4 separate regions of the Mus musculus genome follow, and all the other regions are linked to region 1. A link is a contact called in public HiChIP or PLAC-seq and promoter capture Hi-C data. All regions are on one chromosome and are shown on one strand. The core of a region is the stretch at or near the end of the contact, and the rest is flanking DNA. Distances in the headings are between cores, read along the strand shown. Region 1 holds the start of Tmx2 (thioredoxin-related transmembrane protein 2). Region 2 overlaps Itgav (integrin alpha V). Region 3 has its middle 67 kb from the start of Zswim2. Region 4 has its middle 110 kb from the start of Zswim2.

Region 1 (3,642 bases), core at 411-2,910:
AAATAAATCATATATATATGTATATAATCTTTACTTCTCATAATCCCACCATACCTTGGATATTCAGTACTTATCAACTGATCTATTAATGGTATAATTAGAACAGGTAATGCAAAAGATAAACTGCTGGAAGAAGCTGGGCATGATGGTACATACTTGAAGGTAGAGGCAAGTGGATCTCTGTGAGTTCAAGGCCAGCCTAGTCTACAATGAATTTGAGACAAGCCAGGCTTACTGAGTGAGACCATGTCTCAAAAACCCAGTAAGATGGGCTGGAGAGCTGGCTTAGTGGTTAAGTGCATCAACTGCTCTTCCAGAGGTCCTGAGTTCAATTCCCAGAAACCACCTGGTGGCTCACAAGCATCTGTAATGGGATCTGATGCCTCCTTCTGGTGTGTCCATAGAGAGCAATGGTGTAGTCATATACATATCTTTAAAAAAAACAAAAAACAACTAAAATAAGGAAAAAGAAAACTGCCTTAACAGTCATTTCTTTATGCTTCAGTTCTCAATTAAAAAATACAGACAATACCTATCTATCTAAAAGGACTATAGTAAGTATTACATATTGTTACACACTGCACTGATGTGAACTTCAAACTATTTTGCTAATAAATACTGGGATAACTGAGGTTTTTATTTCTTTTTTGAAGCAGGATCTCATGTCTCCTAGGCTGGGCTTGAACTATAGCTCCTTCTGCCTTCACCTCCTGAGTGCTGGTATGGAGTACTACAAGTTCCCCAAGACTTAACATGTCCAGAACGCCTCTTAAGTTTTAGCTCTTCAAATTTTTTCTTTCCATGCCTTCCTAGTCTCAGACTACTGTACCCTTTGTACAGGACACTCACAATTCCTCTCTCTGTGTATATTTAGTTCTTTATTTCTGTAGGCTTTACCTTTAACATGTATCCTGTATTCATTTGCTTCCCGACCACTAAGCCCTGGTCCAAACCATTCCTTTTCTGAACACTGACTGGCAACTTCTGATTATCCTATTTTCATTTTTCATGTTTCTGCTGGATATCTAAAAATCACTAAATTAGATCATTTTGCACCTATATTGAAATGACTTCAATTTGAACTTTAAACAACCTACCTTGCCTTATAAAAGCCTCTACCTATTTCCCATCACTACTGGATTTTTTCCGCTTTCCTGAGTCCAATGTGTCTTCTGCCCCTCAGATATTCTAAGCCCCGCCCCCCAAGGTCTCCTGATTTAGTTTCTTGTACCTAGTATCTCCTCTCTATCCAAACAGGGATGGCTTTGTTTATTCTTGAATGCTACCTACTCAGAAATGATTCTGTGAACGCGACGCCTTTTGCAAGGCAGGCAAGAGTTCTACCACTGAGCCACGCCCCCCACCACCACAATTTCCCCGAATAATTTTATGAAAGTAAGAATTGATTCAATTCTAATCCTTTCTTTGAACAGGTTAATCTCCGAGTCCCTGACAAGGAAGGCAACTTGCTACAAACCAACAAGTTTGTGACAGACTTTAAACTAAAATCTTAAGTGTCTCCAGAAATGTTAAATCGGGTCTCCCGAGTTCTAAACAACGGCTCACGTTTTTATAGAGTCACAAACGGCAGTCAGAGAACCCGGATCACAGAACTTCTCGCTGAAGGTTGTCCCAGATATTCACACCCAACCCAAACCCACCCCAGAAAATCAAGTTATCCCTTAGGGTTGTGAATCGCCAAAGGGCTTCTGACACTGTTGCCCACTGGCCCCGCGTAGCCCTGTTATCTCACACCTAGCGGGACAGGCTAGCCACACCCTCACCTGAACTACAATCTGAGTGGCTACTCTTGGCCTACTACTCACCTGGCAATTCCCGCATCAGGTAGAAGGGGCCACTTCCAGCCGTCGACTTATCCGCTCCTGCGGGGGCCGAGGTTGCCGTCGAGGGCGGGGCTGCGCCTGGACCACCTCCCGGAGGAGGAGGGGGTGGCGGGGGTGGCTTTCCAGGCCCAAAGCCTAGGGCGCTTGGTGGCGGTGGGGGGTCAGTCTGAGCTCCAAACAGTGCCGTGAAGTTCTCCATAGCACTCTGCGCTCCTGGTTACCCGGGATCGGGCGTTAATTACTTTGATTGGACAGTACTTTCACAGGGTACCACCCTCTTCGTCTAAGAGTGTCCCATCATTGGATACATTAAGCCCCGCCTACCATCTTCCGGCAACTTACTTCCGTCGCCTGAGAGACTGGTTAGGAAGGTGGTTCGCAGACTAATAGCCAATAAAATGACTCAGTTAGAAAAGCGACAACGATGAGGACCAATAGACTATTTAATTCATTTTCTGATCTATTATAGCATCCAATAAGAGATCTACATCCGGGTCTGGAGGCGTTGCATCTGATATTTGGTCCAATAGAAGCCTTGCTGGTGGGGGCGGAGGACGAAGATTTGGGGAGCGGGAGTGAGCCTGCGAGAGAGTAGGCAGGAAAGATGGCTGTCCTTGCGCCTCTGATTGCTTTGGTGTACTCGGTGCCGCGGCTTTCTCGATGGCTGGCCCGACCTTATTGCCTTCTGTCTGCTCTGCTTTCCATTGCTTTCCTCCTCGTGAGGAAACTGCCACCGATTTGCAATGGTCTCCCCACGCAACGCGAAGATGGCAACCCGTGTGACTTTGACTGGGTGAGCGCCCCCTGCCTTACCAGCTCTCGACCTTGACCATCCCTGCCCTGCAGGTGCATGTGAAAATCTGGGAGCAGGTTTCGGGATGTAGCCGCCTTACAGACTGAGTGCAGAGCCTAGGCCGTTATCTAGTCATAACCTCCGTGTTTAAGATGGAGAAACAGATTACAGGGTTTCCATCACAGATGAACAGTATTCTACAGTGATTCCAAGCTACCTGGGGCGCCAGTGAAGAAAAGGCCAATAGTAGAAATACCATTAAATTTTTTTTGTTTAATTTTTAACGAAGTGATCACAGTGTAGTTAGGCGATTTCCCAAGGAAACGCAGCGTTCAGAAAGTGCTGTCTAACCTTATTCAATTCTCTGATAGACTGGCAGACGAAGGTCGCTGACTCAACAAAATAAATGACTTGGATGGAAAATCGAATACTCTGGGCATAGTAACTATGCACACTATCTTCCTGCGGTGGGATAGAAAAACAGGGAAGATTACAAAAATATGAGGTGTGGGGAGGGAGGCCCCTCAACCATCTAAGAAGCAGTATGTAAGAACAATTAACATTTGCCGTAAAGGTTGTGGACATAGAGCTAATAAATACCTATACAGGTATTTATGCTAAAATAGCAATGACCAGGACTTAAGGCCTAAAGGTATTGATATAACCTTGGGCAGGCCTCACATGTTCTGGGACTCTCAAATAAGATTAACTTTGTTTACATTAAAGATACAGTACTGTTGCCAGGCTTTGTGTTGTACCCTTTTGATCCCAGCTCTCTGGAGACAGAGGCAGGTGGACTTCTTTAAGATTGATGTAAGCCTGGTCTATATAGGATTTCTAGATCCATCAGGACTACATAGTTAGACACTAACTCAAAATGAAAGAGCACAACAGATACTCTACTTATCTCAATCCCTGTACTCTAGAGTCTTTCTTTATAAATTGCAATTCAGCCAGGTACCTCTTAAGAATTGCTCTATGATTTCATTAGGCCCTCTTACGATA
Region 2 (3,642 bases), core at 426-2,925, 920 kb after region 1:
CAAAAACAAACTACAAATAACACCATGCAGAATTTCAGAAAATTGCAAAGTCCAAACTTAATGTTATCTGCAGAGTAAACTATGCCACTATTCTGTAGCTACAGTCATAGGAGCTGATTAAGTTCGTTTAAATATGGCTCTCAAGTGTCCTCCAACTATAGCAGTCAATAATTTGCTTTCCTGTAATTACTCTGTTTTGTTTGTTTGTTCTTTGTAAGTCTCAGGAAAAGTGACTGATTCTGATCTAAGTAACTGGCCAATTAATTTAAGCTAACTTTAATCATGAGCAATACTACACCCAGAATAGAGAGGCAGCTCAGGTTTGGTTTTTTTTTTTTTTTTTTTTTTTAATTCTTCCTTTATTAGATGCCATCTTTTAGTTACCAAAAAAATTTGTTTTCCTTGCATTTCAGATACATCATAAGTTACTCCCAGTCAGGCCACTCAAGTATAGAAACCAAAAATAGTTCATTTTAATCATAATGTCAAACTTCTAAGAATTGGGGGGGGGGGGGCAAACAATCCCTTCCAATCTTGGAACCCAATTTTAAAATCTGGGAACTGCCCCAAGATTACACAATAAAATAATTTTTTTTGTTGTTTTAAGAAAATGGCCACAAAAGTGTAACACTACTGTAATGTAAATTTTTCTAACCAAGAGGGAATAGGAAAAATGTGGACTGGGGTTTCCAGTGTCTAGTGAGTCACACCAAGGAATTGTACTTCAACCTTAACTCCACCATGCATTTCCTCCATTCAAGCTGCATCTGGGCAATGGCCTTAAGCCGTTTATGAAGACATGCTTTTTTTATTTGTACTATGCAACTTTCTGCTTTATTTGGTTTCCTGAGATATCCAGTTGGAAATACAACTTCTTTAAAATATCCTTGACAGGCACGTACTAAAGCGGGTGCTTCTGACAATTTAAAAACTCTCTGAATACAACAGCTTAGTTCAGTGAAGGGCTCAGTGTTTATCTCCACTGATAGCCAAAACTACTTCCGCTTGTCAAGCCTGGAAATATTATGACAAGGAGTGATTGGGGACAGAGAGGCCACAGGCGTGCATTAAGCACTTACCGGAAGCTATTCACTTAGCTCAGAACAATCCTTGGAGAGCTGTGATTACTAGTCACGGGTTCAGAAGCCCAGTCTAGAGGCATTAAGTGACTTGTCAACAGCCAACCAGCTGGCACTATGAATACTACTGAGCTGTGCTATTTTGATCAGCAACCTGATGGCCATTATCTGAAAAGTGGAAGAAAAAACTAGAAACCTTAACTATCCAAATATGGCTATCAAAATTAGAGGTCGGGAGCAACGGATTCAGGGGAGCATAGCGTTCAAAGAGTCTCCACACCGTGTCAGGTTTTCAACAGACAGACATCTGGTTAGTGCTTAAGGCCAAGTGTGATTATGGATATTGCTGTTAAAGCCACAAGCAAACACGAACAATAAGGAAGTAATTGGGAGGCTAAGAGTGAGGCTCTTTATCCAGGCTGTATACGCAGGTCACGCTAGAAACAAAAGTCAATGCATCAGCAGCCAGCCGAACAACAACAACAAAGCCAGCCCCAGCACACACGGACATAAACCGCCACAGCCAAGCAGGCAAAGGCTCAGAGGTCAGCAGGCAGCCTCACAAAACTGGAACCATCCTGCTCTGCGCTGTACAGGTTACTGAAGCATGAATGAACACGAACTATCAAACGGTGCTGGCAGGAGGGGAGAGAGGGGACACTTACATATGAGAGAAGAATTTTAAAAAGAAACAGAAGAAAAGAAAAACATACGCCAAGCAGTACCTCGGAAAGGCTTGGGCAGATTCGGTGTTTTTCCAATAAGGGAGTGAGGGCTCAGCGTGGTTAAGGGGATTGATTGCCCAGAGCTCCGGTTCAGAGCCAGGGGAATCCGAGGCTATCACCCAGGTTTTCCAGCTCTACTCCTCCTCAGTGTCCACTCTGGGTAAGTTTCAGCCTTCTTAATTGGAGCCTGCTGGTATGTCCTATGTCAAAGGTCTGACCAAAGAGCATGTACTATAGCCTGGTTTGCTAAGAGAGGCATTTCCTCTGTCTACGTGTTCTATGATGCTTTTCTTTGAGATGTTTGACTTGGACCAGAGTTCCACAAACCTTTCCTGAAAAGATCCAGACATTTAAGTACTTCAGGAAACAGGGGTCATATACTAACTATGTCAACTCCAGAATGACTCAACTTTCCAGACAGTGAATAAGCAAATGGGTGTGGCTAAATTCCCATAAAAAAGGTATTTGTAGGGCTGGAGAGATGGCTCAGCAGTTAAAAGCACTGACTGTTCTTTCAAAGGTCCTGAGTTCAAATCCCAGCAACCACATGGTGGCTCACAACCATCCATATTGAGATCTGATGCCCTCTTTTGGTGTGTCTGAAGATAGCTACAGTGCATTGACATATAATAATAAATAAATCTTTGGGCCGGGGCAAGCAGGGCCAGAGTGAGCAGAGGTCCTGAGTTCAAACCCCAGAAACCACATAATGGCTCACAACCATCTGTACAGCTACCGTGTACTAATATACATAAAATAAATAATCTTTTTTTAAAGGTGTTTGCAAAGGCAGGTTCACAAGTCACAAATCACTGTAGTTAGAATGTATCTTAGGAAATAATGACTTCATTACTTCATAATTTTTATGTCTAAAACAAATAATGGAAGCATTAAGAACTAGCTACACAGCCAGGTGGTGGTGGCACACGCCTTTAATCCCAGCACTCTGGAGGCAGAGGCAGGCGGATCTCTGAGTTCGAGGCCAGCCTGGTCTACAGAGTGAGTTCCAGGACAGCCAGGGCTAAAAGAGAAACCCTGTCTCGAAAAACCAAAAAAAAAAAAAAAAAAAAAAAAAAAAAAGTAAAAGAACTAGCTGCACATAGATGCATCGCTAAGTGCTCTTTTCAGACATGTTTGTTTGTTTGTTTGTTTGTTTGTTTGTTAGGTTTTTTCCAGGCAGGGTTTCTCTGTATAGCCCTGGCTGTCCTGGAACTCACTTTGTAGACCAGGCTGGCCTTGAACTCAGAAATCTGCCTGCCTCTGCCTCCTAAGTGCTGGGATTAAAGGCGTGCGCCGGAAATGTAAAGCAAATGCTCTGGTTAGTAAAGACAGACTGGGGGTTCAGTTCAGGGGTGAAAGTGCTTAACATACATGAGACCTGAGCTCAGCATCTAGCACCAAAAGAAAAAAAATATTACAACCTGGGTTCAAACTCTTATTTGACCATTTGGTACCATGGAATATACGGAGGAATATGCCCCACCTGTCCCGAGTCTCTGTTTCCACATTTCTCAAATGAGAAGAGTGATGGTTGGTGTGCCTGTCTGTGTGTGCACATGCACGGAAATCTGTGTGCACGCATGTGAATGCATGTACTTATGTATTCTATGTCAGCTTTACTGACACAGGATAAGGCATTCTCTCTCCTCAGAGCTATGAAGTTATATTTTCAAAATGAGTGTTTTTGAAATACCGGCATTAAAAACACTAAAGTGGTCCTTACATTCCCTACACACTACCACTGAGGATGCTACGGTGACCTAACCACCCACACGAATGTAGTGAGACAGATGGCACCAAGCTCAGAGGATGGAGCTCTGACTTCCTCCACCCAGGCA
Region 3 (3,642 bases), core at 751-3,250, 670 kb after region 1:
AGCCAGCTTTTTCCCTCCTTCATGTGGGTCATCAGACTTGGCAGCAAAAGATCTTGACATAAATCAGCTCTAAAATATTTTTAATCTGTTACCAGACCGAATTGTTCCAGTATCAAAACACTTCATGTCTTAGACTAAATTGTTTCAATAACAAAACATTTCATGTCTTATCTTACTCTATTATTTGAGTAGGGTCAGTTACCTTCTCGGGCTATTCCCAGTGGACATATACCCTGCATTAATGGCAAAGAGAACAGTTCTTTCTGTGCAGCTTTCCTCTGAGCACATGCTAAGTCATCCAGCTGGCCCTCCACAGTGCTCGTGACACTTCCTCTATGGTTGCAATAGGACATCCTTATCACCAGATGCCACTGCCCTAAAGGTCGGAATGTGGATATGAGCAATCAATGGAAGCATCATTTGTGTCCACCTCCATTCCTTCCACAAAAGATGAAATGATTTTGTTAAATATTCTCCAGCAAATTTCCCCTTCTTTCATACTTGTTTGAACTGTCACATTGCTGTTTCTGGGTGTACAGGAATAGAGGAAATGGACTGCTTTCCTAAGAAAAGTAATATTGCCCTGAGAGGCTCAGAACACTAAGAATCTGCACAGATACACTTTGGATTCTATAAGCATTAAAAGGAGTGATTATCTCCAATAATATATACTATTCAAAAGTACCAAGTTCCATCAAAGAAGCCAGACATAAAAACCACTTACTATATAACCTTAGTTATGTCATTCAGAGATAGGCAAAACAAGAAGTCTTTTTATCTACAACACAGTGTTTTGGGGGAAGGAGGCTGGCTACATAGAGACATGAAGGAGAATATTTCTGATTTTTAAATGTTCTTCATCTTGACCACAGTCACAGTTCCCACTACAAGCCTCATGGTAGTGATAAAACTAAAACAACTGTTCACTACATGTATGTCATGCTAAAATAAACTAAAAGAACAATAAAGGCTTTCTCTTACTAAGTTAAACAGCAACGTGTTACAGCTCCTTCTGTTACACTTTCCTATGGGCCCCTCAATGTGCTTTGAAACTCTATCTTGATATCTAGAATGAAGTCTTCTGCTTAAAGGCCCTCCCAGAAAAGTAGCCTTATCCTGGAAAATCATGGATGTCAGCAGAGACTAGAAGACATCCAGGTGCTCCAGAAAGTTCCTGGAATAATCTTAGCATTTGTGTCGGCCAAAATCTGTTTCCCATGGCTGGCAGCAAAAAGCAGAGGCAGACTTGGCCAGAAAATAGTCCCCTGGCTGTGCTTGCTGTACAGAGCATTGAGAATGCCATGTGCCTGTGGAGGCTGGCTAATTAATACAAAATGATGATCTAATGTGCATAATAGCAGTCACATTTCAGAATGAGTTCTTCAGAAAATGTAAGCCTTATTTAATCTTACCACACAGAAATTTCTTGCACAAAACACTGTATTTTAATTCTAAGTTTTGAGTCTCTTTATGCGATTTCAAATATATTATTAATATTCTAGGTAAAGAAAATAAGATACTTTATGTTTTCTTGTAATACAGACGTGCCAGTGCTTACTCTAACTGGCATGGATATCTCTGTGGGGTGTAGAGAATGCCTTCTCATTGACACCTGAGACATAGCTGGATAAAATTGTATGTGTGTTTCCAAATGAGCATGGCCACTGGTCCAGTGTTTAAATGAAAGCCATGCCAACTAGGCAAGAAATTGCAAAGTAAACACTGAAATAAACCACAGTATGAATCTGAACCCAATCATAACTTCTATCCCCTTTTCCATCTTTTCCATCTTGAACAAGCATTCAGTTCTCTGTGTTACTTTATACAGAGCAAGAAAACGTAAGAGGAAAATGAGGGAGGAGAGATAATAAATCCAAAAAAACCCGGGTGGAATTTTTATTTTAAGGAGATTTCGAGAAAGTCATTAGACATTTGAATGAATATTTGTCCTTATGGAAACAATGGACAGCCTCCCATGTGTACTGCCACCGTCTAAGCCATGACTTGCTACCAGCATCCACCCACTCTTTCAGTGCAGTTGATCGTGGAAGGTCAGAGGGAGAGCACTTGGCAGATAGTTACCTTGCCTTCAGAATGTGTCCTAGCAATGTGTCTACTCGTGAAGACTCCCCACAAAACCCTGAGAAACATGGCTGTTCTGCTGAGTAACCAACCTTAAACTCTCAAAACAAAGCATTTCTATTAAAATAACTTGTTTGGCACATCATTAGGTTTCTGCTATTATTAGTTTTTAGCAAACAGATGTCTTCCTGGATAAAATCCAAGCCAGGAATTCTTTTTTTTTTTTTTTTTTGGCAAGTGTATAACATGGTAAATTATACTTCTTCCAGAACTTCAGTCACTTTGGAAGGGGGGAGTTGCAAAGAGGTTAAAGAGCCATTTTGCAGACAAAACAATTTCAGAAAAATATTTAGCTTACTGATGTTACAAAAGATGTTAATATTCATGTTTGTGCTTTTAATTTAAAAAGAAATTTATTTTAAAAGAAGATACAACCTTGCAGTTCCATTGAGATCAAAATTTTCATATACCCTTTTGTAACAGATGTCATTAAAATTTGATTCTTTATAAAAGCAAGATAGTAAATAGCAACTTTTCTTAAAAGTCAGACAGGCTATTTATAATCACTTAATAGTATGATTTTCCATTCCTTAAAAACTGAAAAATATGTATCAACATTCTTCCTAAAATTGTGCATACTAATGTCAAAAATTAAAAGAACTCCCAACAGAATCACCAGGCATGAAGGCTTTGATTGGATTGGATGCTGTATTAAAGTTACTGCAACTTTCTGTCTCAATAGAAGAACATTTCCTTTTATATTTTTCCACACAAAACCACAATTTAACATGTTTTCTAAAGTAAAAGTAATTTTTAACATTTTTGTTTGTGAAACTTGCAATTTTGTTTGTAAAGACATTAAATGTTTATAAAACTAAAAGAAGTATAGAGACTGGGATCCATTGCCCCTTTTTCCTTTTGATAACAGAGTGTTCCTATGTTTGCATAAATACATGATTAGCCATATAAACGCCATTTTCCTAACACCAACTGCCACATGACCCCATTCCAGCCTATAGAATATACAAGGAAGGCTCGAAGCAAGTTTCAGATCATTTCCTTAAATGGAATAAAAATATATCCTCTATCTCTCTCCTTTCTGCCCTGGGACTTCTGCCATTGAGCCTGTTCACCTCTAGAAGACAGGGAACGCAAAGTGGAAGAGCCTTTAAATCCTGATTGACCTTAGATGAGCCATTTAAATTCCCTAAACTGCTTGCCTATATCTAGAAATGTTCTAGATGGGCAGGCTAATGTCAGTGTCTGTGCACTGTGTCATCTAATTGATGCATCAGGTCTTACGGTATAGTTAATCCATATATAGAATATGTGAAATGTTTTGTAATTCACATTAATTTGGATTTTAGTCAACTGACAAGATTTTGTTTTCGTTTTGTTTTTGTTTTCTTAAGCCATGTAGTTCAGCTATGGATACCACTATCACTAATAGCTATGATTTGGCACAGTGCTCTCCTTAATTCCCAAAACCATAATAGTAAAAGGTACAGGCCTTGGGAGGTGACCAGGTCATAAACTCCCCTCTTGTGAGTAGTATTAGCA
Region 4 (3,642 bases), core at 696-3,195, 630 kb after region 1:
AAAACGTAACATAAGCACTTAGAGAGTGCCTATAATATAGTGCACACTCTTAAGTGTAAACTGATTTTAGTGAAAAGTGAAAGAAGCATGTGGGAAGACATAGCAAGAGCTCCACAGCTCTGGCTGGCAGATGTGGGAGGTGCAGAGCCAGTGAGAGGCCACTATCACAACAGTACAACCCAAATCTACAATGTCCTGTAATATAAAAGGCAGCAGTATAACACAAACGAGAACCAACAATGCCAAGGCATGCTGACTGGGCCATCAATATCAGAGGCACTTGATGTGATCATTAATATGGAGACTTTGAGACTCCAATAAGATCTTCTGGTAACAGCTGTCATTGAATTTGTATGTTTTTAACAAGACCCTCAGACAATTTTCATAGAAACTTCAACTTGAAAATCACTTGCTAAACCCTTATAAGCTGCCTTTAAATTTTCTCCATGATTTATATAAAATCTTAGAAAGTCTACTTTATTTAAAAACAAAAACAAAAACTGTTGAAGCCGGGCAGTGGTGGTGGACGCCTTTAATCCCAGCACTTAGGAAGCAGAGGCAGGCAGATTTCTGCATTCGAGGCCAACCTGGTCTACAAAGTGAGTTCCAGGACAGCCAGGGCTATACAGAGAAACCCTGTCTCAAAAAAACAAAACAAAACAAAACAAAAAAACAAAGCAAAACAAACAAACAAACAAAAAACCTGTTAATAGTTTTCACTATTAAGTGGAAATGGTAATACCCACTTCATGAATTAAATAAAATAACATGTTAAGTTTTTTGCACATTTTCTAGTGCATGATGAATCAAATATTAGTTAATATTAATAAGCTAGAAATAGAACTGGACATCTATAGGTGTCAAGCCTGTAATCGCTGTCAGACTGTGCACACAATGTGCTGATTCAACACTGTAATTGGATGTATTGACATGGTTCTTTATAGGCTATTCAAAATTGTCCATCAAAAAGCCAGTCATAGATGGATGGCTCTATTAGTAAAGTTCTTGGCTCACACGTAGGAGGACCTAAGTTGGATCCGTAGAGACCATGTAAAAGGCCAGACATGTTGGCATATGCTTATAATTCCAGCTGTTGGGAAACTGAGATGGGCAGATTCCTGAAGCCTGTTTGGCAAACAGTCTAGCCTACTTGGTACAGGTTTGGGCCAATGAAAGATGCTGTCACAAACAAATAATAGAAAGTGCCTGAAAAATGACACCCACATTTATTTTCTACATTCTAGATGTATATGAACACACCTGTATGTGAACACACACATACATATGAACACATATAAACACAGCACACACACATACATATAAACACATACCAACAGAGATACACACACACAAAAAGGTAATCACAAAAGACTACAGCTTAATTATTTTAATTATTTGGAATAACCTCCAGTAAGGGTCAATAAAGAGTTGGGAAAAGTCAAACCCAAGAGAAATGTACTGCCAACACCCTGGAGATGATTGCAGCGAAGATAAATACAAAACATGCAAAATAGCATTGTGAAGATGTGTGACTCAGTTATTTCTGTATTAAATCATCATCCGTCGATCTAGGCTATTCATGATAACTCAGTATATCCACTTCTCCACAGAAAACCCAGCAAGCACCAGCGTGACCAGGCGATAGGAGTTAAAGCTACCAGTGATGAGTCATGCTGACGACACTCAGCCCACTCGATGTAATGGAATAGGGTACTTGGCTTCTGTGAAATCCTTTACAGAAACTAATGACTCCAAAGTGATAAGGACCAAAGCACCATAAAATTTTGGGAAGCTTTCTGTGAAATCCATCAGCCAATACACCTTGAAACAGTGAGCATCAAGAAAAACAAGTCTGCGAATTGTTACAGGCTTGAGAAACAGAGGAGACTTAGTAACTGGAAACTGGTGGGAGATCCTGCATGGAGTTTCACAGTAGGAAATAGAGAGGTGTGACATTTCAAGGCCAGAGCTTGGTTTGTAGATCCTTAGTCCTGCAGATTCATTAGAGTTGTGTAAGATGTCAACAAAAGAGGGAACTGGCTTAAGGGCGGACAAGATGCTCTTACTGCAGTTGCAGCTTTTCTATGAATCTGAAAGTAGCCCAAAGTAAAAGGGCTTAACCTTAAAAGGTCTTCTTCAGCTCAACAGCTGAAAATAGGGACCATCAAGCAGTGGAGAGATGGAAATATGGGTTAAGATTCCAGCATGACCTTCTATTCTAAAAGCTTCCAGTATAAACATCTGGACTTTGGATAAATTATTATAGATGTGGTTTTAAGTAAACCATCTTTTACATTATATTTTACTGATACATAAAGTTATACACATTAACAGGGTAGAGTATAACATTCAACGTGTACATAATGTTTAAATCAAATCAGACATATTTATCTTTTTCAACTATTTATTATTTTTTCATGGTAAAAAACTTGCAAAATCTTTCTAATTTTATAGCTTATTTCTGTCATCCTCAGTTAACATATGTTTATTAGCATATCAGTACTCTTTATAACTAAGTTTGTGTGTGTGTGTGCAAGCATGCTCATACATGTGTTTCAATTACTGGAGACTAAATCCATGAATTTATGTGTGTTTGTTTGCCAGGAGGCACTCGTGAACATCAAAGCCCACCAAGGAACCATTTCCAGTGTAATAGCATTAGGGTCTCTTTATTACAAGCTCAGGCCTGGGCTCTCCTCTAACCCAATCCTGACACAGCAGGATGGGAAGGGAAGGCAGAGCAGCCTGGAACCCTCAGCAGGAGAAGGTTTTATAGAAAATGGAAGTAAATGGGGGGGCGGGGGGTCCATCCTAGCAAGTATCTAATTGAATGTCTATTGTAAGCTGACAGGTGGGTGCTCTAAAGCAAGACTGAATACAATCACAGTCTGAAGGTACATCTGAAGCAATCAGACTAATCTTTGATTAACTGTTGCTAAGAAGTAGCTAGGGAGTAACTTTGGCCAAGGACAAGCCATGGTATCCTTCCTGGTACATGGGTGTAGCTTGAGTTCTGCTGCAGGTCAAATTTTCAGGCTTCATTAATTTCTTTAAGATGGGGGCCAGTCCCAAGATGGAGTAGATTTGGCCTCTCAAGTTAAGCAACTGCTGTAATACTGAACTATATTCTCATCCCTAGCCAACTGTAGCATAATACCACTGATCAAGCTCATCTTTCTATGTTTGGCTTACTTGAGCTTATAAAAGTTAAGATTCTTATGATATCTAAAACAAAATATATACTAAAGATAATTTTTAAATGATAGTAATACTTTGACTGTTAAAGAAAAATTTGTTTAACCGTGAACTGAATTTCATTTGAATTTGTTTTCAAAATGCTGATTACCTTTTCAATGACAGAAGCCCCCGCCATGTGCTCAGTGATTAAACTTCATCAGCAATTGACAACACCTCCTTTTACTGCTATTAAAAAGATAAATAAAGAGATGTCCGACCCAGGAGGAAGCATTTTAAATTCAAGTACTTTAATCTTTTACAGATGAAATATACGAATATAATTATGTCCTTTTATAATTCCAATGAATGATACGATAAGAAAGGACTCAACAGAAAAATACAGATTGTATGGACAGATATTTCACAGAAAGGTAATTTCACAGGCTTATAATATATAAAAAGACA

What was found. Promoter capture Hi-C pulls out the DNA fragments that hold promoters and counts their contacts. HiChIP or PLAC-seq counts read pairs in DNA pulled down with a chosen protein or histone mark.
Region 2: a contact with region 1 is called in a promoter capture Hi-C map of the C10 cell line, with 5 times the contacts expected there. The contact joins the enhancer-like site here to the promoter of Tmx2 in region 1. A contact is called at or near these places in 2 of 39 promoter capture datasets (the C10 cell line and embryonic stem cells), 1 of 484 Hi-C or Micro-C datasets (B cells), 3 of 115 datasets of contacts at active chromatin or transcription factors (bone marrow-derived macrophages, embryonic stem cells and microglia) and 2 of 9 other capture datasets (adipose tissue and liver).
Region 3: a promoter capture Hi-C map of hippocampal neurons shows a contact between it and region 1, with 2.0 times the contacts expected there. The contact joins the enhancer-like site here to the promoter of Tmx2 in region 1. A contact is called at or near these places in 2 of 39 promoter capture datasets (the 3T3-L1 cell line and hippocampal neurons), 1 of 115 datasets of contacts at active chromatin or transcription factors (large pre-B cells) and 2 of 9 other capture datasets (adipose tissue and macrophages).
Region 4: a contact with region 1 is called in an H3K4me3 HiChIP or PLAC-seq map of bone marrow-derived macrophages, with 4 times the contacts expected there. The contact joins the enhancer-like site here to the promoter of Tmx2 in region 1. A contact is called at or near these places in 7 of 39 promoter capture datasets (the 3T3-L1 cell line, 3T3-L1-derived adipocytes, the HPC-7 cell line and 4 more), 3 of 115 datasets of contacts at active chromatin or transcription factors (bone marrow-derived macrophages, fetal liver and large pre-B cells) and 2 of 9 other capture datasets (adipose tissue and liver).

Annotation. Positions count from the first base shown.
Region 1 is chr2:84,676,846-84,680,487 of GRCm38.p6, reverse strand. Tmx2 (thioredoxin-related transmembrane protein 2) reads left to right here and starts at 1,660. Exons shown (of 9, transcript NM_025868.4): 1 at 1,660-1,845; 2 at 2,314-2,637. The coding sequence starts at 2,449. Med19 (mediator complex subunit 19) reads right to left here and starts at 2,086. Exons shown (of 5, transcript NM_025885.3): 1 at 1,827-2,086. The coding sequence starts at 2,043.
Region 2 is chr2:83,757,329-83,760,970 of GRCm38.p6, reverse strand. The region is part of intron 4 of Itgav (integrin alpha V); the gene reads right to left. Among named protein-coding and RNA genes, the nearest start is that of Itgav, 35 kb to the right of the region's middle. Within about 2 kb of position 1,675, at least 124 of the 459 cell types and tissues checked have an H3K27ac peak or open chromatin away from gene starts, as enhancers often do.
Region 3 is chr2:84,006,714-84,010,355 of GRCm38.p6, reverse strand. No RefSeq gene overlaps it. Among named protein-coding and RNA genes, the nearest start is that of Zswim2, 67 kb to the right of the region's middle. Within about 2 kb of position 2,000, at least 13 of the 459 cell types and tissues checked have an H3K27ac peak or open chromatin away from gene starts, as enhancers often do. A contact at or near this core is called in hippocampal neurons, where this site is marked.
Region 4 is chr2:84,046,959-84,050,600 of GRCm38.p6, reverse strand. No RefSeq gene overlaps it. Among named protein-coding and RNA genes, the nearest start is that of Zswim2, 110 kb to the right of the region's middle. Within about 2 kb of position 1,945, at least 10 of the 459 cell types and tissues checked have an H3K27ac peak or open chromatin away from gene starts, as enhancers often do. A contact at or near this core is called in bone marrow-derived macrophages, where this site is marked.